Linked DNA regions of Hordeum vulgare: region 2 is linked to region 1. A link is a contact called in public Hi-C data. All regions are on one chromosome and are shown on one strand. Each heading gives the region's core, a stretch centred on a gene start, on an enhancer-like site or on the middle of the called end of the contact. The rest is flanking DNA. Distances are from core to core; before and after follow the strand shown. Region 1 holds the start of LOC123441884 (endo-1,3;1,4-beta-D-glucanase-like). Region 2 holds the start of LOC123441905 (PTI1-like tyrosine-protein kinase 2).

Region 1 (2,803 bases), core at 136-2,635:
AATAAGTGGGATTGTTTCCGGTGATTACCGTAGTTTGAGGAGTTCATGTATTCACTAATTGCTAATGCTTTGGTCCGGTTCTTTATTAAAAGAATGCCTTAATATCCCTTAGTTTCCATTAGGACCCCGCTGCCACGGGAGGGTAGGACAAAAGATGTCATGCAAGTTCTTTTTCATAAGCACATATGACTAAATATGGAATACTTGCCTACATTACATTGATGAATTGGAGCTAGTTCTGTATCATCCTATGTTATGACTGTTGCATGATGAATGCCATCCGATATAATTATCCATGACTGATCCATTGCCTACGAGCTTTCCACATATTGGTCTTTGCTAAGTTACTTTTCCGTTGCTATTGTTACAATCACTACGAAACTGGTACTCTCACGTTTTCCACCGTTACCATTACTTCCATACTACTTTGCTACTAAATATTTTGCTGCAAATATTAAGTCTTTCAGGTGTGATTGAATTGACAACTCAACTACTAATACTCGAGAATATTCTTTGGCTCCCCTTGAGTCGAATCAATAAATTTGGGTTGAATACTCTACCCTCAAAAACTGTTGCGATCCCCTATATTTGTGGGTTATCAACGCCCGCTGCCGAACGGTTGCAAGCTTCGATAGAGCAATGCATCGCCGACGTCAAGAGCAGTGCTGCCAGGAGGGAGGAGAAATCCGACATTTGGTGGCCGACGTTGATGATCAACGTTGTCGCGAAGAAAAGGAACACTGACCTGGCGTACTTGATGGGGGCAGACACGTCGACGATGGAAGGGCACGTGAAGGTGTGGTACCTCGTGGAGCGCGACTTCATCTTAAGCTAGATGCCCGTGCCGGCGGCGACCACGACCACATCACCAACGACGACGCCCAGTCCGAATGCAGTAACCACGTCGACGACGAGCCGGACTACGTCGACGACGACCCAAACCAGTCCCACGGCAGAGGAGTCGCGCCATGCCGAGCCGGCCGTTTGATTCGTTTCACCCTTATTATCCCTTCATTCCGATCGCCGAACTATTAGAGTATGCTGATCCCCGACTTGTGGCATGATGATCGTCGAGGAACTATGACATACTGATCGTCGACTTGTGGCATGATGATCGTCGAACTCGTGACGTCTCTTTTAACAGCGAGAAAGACGAATTTAAAAAGTTGATGTCACGAAAAAAGCGCTGAGGCAACGTCAAAAAGGCACCCGGGCCAACTGCGTGGAGATGCTCTTAATTCACAGCGTGTCCCATTTCTCCACGACTGGCGCCGGCGGCAGGCAGGCCTGGCCGGTCGCTACCGCCACAGGACAGAAAGCAAAGCAACAAACGAAATCAGTGTTGGGTCAGCAGTGAGGTCACCCTGCCTGCCCTGGTGCGCGGCCTCGATACCGCCAAGTAAACAAAAAAGTCTCCACTGCACGAGCAGATTCGGAACGACTCGCCGTCAAAGCGTTCCGCTGTCCTCGGGTCGCTGCGCTGCCGTCGCCTGGTCCTCCTCCTCCTCCTCAGCTCAGTCGGCTGGTCTCGTATCCCTCCCAGCCCCAGTCCCCAGGAACCAGCGGCCTCGGCACTCGGCAGGATGGCTACCCCGCAGTGCTGCGCGGACCCGCCGACGCTCAACCCCGCCGGCGGCGAGGGCAAGGTCGTGGACAGCTTCGGCGGGATCACGGCGTACGTCTCCGGCGCCCGAGAGTCCAAGGCCGCCGTCGTCCTCATCTCCGACGTCTTCGGTAATCCCCCCATCGACCAGAACTCTTATCTTTTCATAACCCGGATTCTCCTCTGCTGGGGAGTAGTTAACAGTGCTTCATGTCTCCCCCCTGCAGGGTTTGAAGCGCCGAATCTGAGGTATACGTTTTTTTTTGCTCTCTGACACATCACGAGCTCTGTTTTGCACCTGCATCTTTTGGTTTAGCAGCGACATGCCTGTAGAGTCCGCAGAGTGCTGTCCTGTTCGTCATGCGGTAGTAGTGAGTTGTGACCGTATTGCCTTTCCCATGCCGTTTTTTCTTCTGTCAAGTTGTGCATATTGTTCAGAAATTGGCAATTTAGTCCCCTGACTCTCTGAAGCCTTCTTCTAATAATAATTCATGGTGGGATTTTAACCTGTCTGTTAAATCTTGAATAGTTAGTCGAATTCTTGTTTTATGAATGATGGCCTTCGCCCTCTACTTTGCTTTGTCGCAACCAACAAGTGTCAGCTATGAAGGAGTTCTGATGTAGTCCTTTCCTCATGAAGGAAGATAGCCGATAAAGTCGCTTCGTCTGGATATTTAGTTGTGGTGCCAGATTTCTTACATGGGGATCCATATGTACCTGAAAACGCCGACAGACCAATACAAGTGTGGTTAAAGGAGCATGCCCCGGTTTGTTGTCTCCTGATTCCCTCAAACCTTGTTCCTTTTATTTTCTTGTAAATGTTCGGGTCACCTTGCTTTAATTTATGTTAAGGTATATGTTCCAAAAGCTTTCCAGTTTGGATCACATGCAATTGCTGGCCTTGGTACTTTGATTCAGACAGTGTTAACTAAAGTGACCAAGGGTGGGATGTGATGACAAAACCAATAGGTCCTAACCTAACAGCACGTATATGGCAGCTTGATATGACATTGTAAGAATATATGTAGGCCCCTGTGTCGCCTGAGGGTGAAGACACGCTTTTTTTTTTTAAATGGAGTTGTGTCAATTTCTGAAGTTACTTCTTGCTGAAGGTGATGTGGCATTATGGTTATTAATCTTTCTAATATAAACGAACTAATTGTTCCTTTATACAGGGAAAAGCATTTGAAGAGGCAAAAC
Region 2 (2,803 bases), core at 115-2,614, 360 kb before region 1:
TCTTCTAATAGATATGAATTGCCCTATGTACCTGAAAATTATGTTATGGATGGGAAGTAGCTAGGGACTTTATTTCTTGTGAAGATAGGAATGATTTGAAGAAACTACTATGCAAACTAAAAGAAAAATCTATAATAAAAAAATGAAACATGATCGTAAATTTACCACTTCTCCTATATTTGTCACTGATAAGGACTATGAATTCTTTATGGAACCTGAATTGACTCGTATAGTAGAGTCGGATCCTTTTCATGGTTATGAAAATAAAAAAATTATCGAACACCTCATGAAACTGAATTATATTGCTGCTTTGTTTACTAATGATGAAAAGATACGTTACTTTGCACGTCTAAATTTTATATCATTGATATTACACGAAGATTCGTATAAATATTTTCTTTCAATTTTTTTATGCTTGCGGGGAAGAAACAGGGTTTAGGAATCACGGGAAAGAAGCGCACAATGTTATATCGTTGATCTTTCCCGAACTGGTTATGCGCAGCTAGAGTTCGGGAAAGAAGCGGAAGTGCCAATTCCGTCTCTCGCGCTTTCATTGGTTCCTAACACTACGTTAGAAGGACATGTACTGGCACGGGATGGGTAAAGTGATATAATAATAATGCCAGTAACAGTAGTCCAAAAAAAGAACATTAGTACGTGAAAATGTTAGACCTACTAAAGCCTACAAAGTTTACTAAACCTTTTAACTAATCTAAACATGCCTTTCCTGATTTTTAGGGATGGATGAGCCTCATCCTTCTCTTAATTTAATTAATTATTGCCAAGTCAGGCTATCACATAAACGTATGTAAACGTTTACATAGACGTAGCATTGCTCATTAGTACGTGACGAAGGCAGTCGCGTGAGTTATTTGTTGGAAGCAGGCGCGGCATTTGTTGGCGCATGCATGGAAAGCGTACACCACGTCCGAGACGGAGGGTTCGGTGGATGGATCTACGCAGCGAAATCGCTACGGATATGCGCGGCTCATCTCTGTCATCAACCTTGTCTGCTTCCCGAACCGAACCTCGGGGCGGTAAAACCCAATCTACCTCGCGAGAGACGTTAAACCTACGATGATGCGACGAGACCAGGCCAGCTCACGTGTGCGATGCACATACCCTGGCGGTACTGCTACGAATACGATACGGCCCCCTGACCTGACCATCAGAAGAGGCAACTTCTAGACGTCAGACGTCCGTATTACGGCAGAGTTAATAAGCGCGGCCGCCGGGACCAGCCAGCGCCCTTTGCCACCTTCGCCCGCAGGGCTGCTTCCCGTGCGTGCGCGCGCGCGCGCAACGCGAGACGCAACCAAACGACGCTCACGAGCCGGGAATTTAACGGTGGCCGCATGTGATGTGCGCCGTGCCCGGTCCTCTTCCTTTTCGGCGCCTTGCCCGCCCGCACGCATCTACCGCCCCCCGTCCACATCGGCCGCACCGGCGTTTGGCCCGGCGAGCTACCGGGCTGTTGCAGGCTGCGCAGGGAATGCAAAGCAAAAGTACTGCTGGGCAACATTCAGTTCAGGTAGTAGTAGATTCAGAGGACACCCCACCCTACGCTCTTCTCGCGCGCCCCTCGTCTCCTATAATATCTCCCTCCGCGGGTACGCTACACACCCTTTATCTCCCTGTACACCGCTCCACCACTTGCTGCAGCTGCCGAGTGCTCTGCTACTCGGTGCTCACCCGGCCAGCCATCCTCGGGCCGGGATGGCAGGCGTGTCAGCGTTCAGCCCCTCGCCGCCGGCCCCGTCTCCGCTCGCCGCCGCCGACGTCGCCGCCGACGCGCTCCTCGCGCCTTGGCCCCTGTCGCCCTGGCCGGCGCCTCTGCGGCGCGGCGGTGACGACGGCCGCTCCAACCCTCTCTTCGCCATACTGCCGCTCTCGGCGCTGGCCATAGGGCTCGTGCTGCTCGTGGCCGTGGCGGTCATCCTGGTGCTGACCCGCCGGGCGAAGCTCAGGCTGGTGGCCGCCGGGGACAGCGTGGACGGCGACAAGCCGGGCGCGCCGGCGTCCAGCTGCGGCAGCAGCGTCCGCGGCTACCAAAATGGCAGGTGCTACGCCGCCACAGGTAAGCGTGCGCGCTCGCTCGCTCGCTCGCTTGACCAATGCAGCACTACTCCACTGTGGTGCTGATAACTGGTTTGGGTGGTGTGGCACGGCGCAGGGTGCATATACGGCGGGCGGCTGGGGCCGCTGGGGCTGGCGGTGGTGCAGCCGCGGAGCAGGGGGGCGCAGGTGTTCACGTACAGGGAGCTGGAGCGCGCCACGGACGGGTTCGGCGAGGGCAACGTGCTGGGTCGGGGCGCGTACGGCGTCGTCTTCCGCGGCCGCCTCGGCGACGGCACACCGGCCGCCGTCAAGCGCCTGCAGCTCGACCCCCGCCGCCAGGGCGAGCGCGAGTTCCGCGTCCAGGTAATCTCTTCAACCCGCACATGCGTATCCCACATCTATCGGCTCACGTCTCATGCCCATGTCCATGTCCATGTCCATGTCCATGTGCGCACGCCGCCTTTGTTTCGCGTACCAACCTTAAGTTTAGTTTCTACACGCAACGCGACTGATCCATCACCAGCAGCAGGAGCAGCAGCAGGAGCAGGGAGGGGGTGGTTCGTTGGATTGGAGTACGTGGTTGTTGCTGCTGTTCGTTGTCGATGAGCGGCTGGGACTGGGATGGATCGTGCGTGCACGGGTGGATCGGGGGAGGTTGTGGCACGCGTACGTAACCTTGGAAGGCATCCAAGTACGCCTGGTTGGGTCATTCCGTGGCCATGGCGACAGAGTGTTGGTGTTGTCT

Evidence for each region. A called contact is a pair of places that touch in the nucleus more often than the background predicts.
Region 2: a contact with region 1 is called in a Hi-C map of seedling, with 3 times the contacts expected there. The contact joins the promoter of LOC123441905 here to the promoter of LOC123441884 in region 1. A contact is called at or near these places in 1 of 6 Hi-C or Micro-C datasets (seedling) and 1 of 1 datasets of contacts at active chromatin or transcription factors (embryo).

What each region holds. Positions count from the first base shown.
Region 1 is chr1H:419,474,228-419,477,030 of MorexV3_pseudomolecules_assembly, reverse strand. LOC123441884 (endo-1,3;1,4-beta-D-glucanase-like) reads left to right here and starts at 1,385. Exons shown (of 7, transcript XM_045118071.1): 1 at 1,385-1,734; 2 at 1,831-1,852; 3 at 2,244-2,370; 4 at 2,779-2,803. The coding sequence starts at 1,584.
Region 2 is chr1H:419,831,056-419,833,858 of MorexV3_pseudomolecules_assembly, reverse strand. It overlaps LOC123441905 (PTI1-like tyrosine-protein kinase 2), which reads left to right and starts at 1,364. Exons shown (of 6, transcript XM_045118083.1): 1 at 1,364-2,077; 2 at 2,174-2,421. The coding sequence starts at 1,717.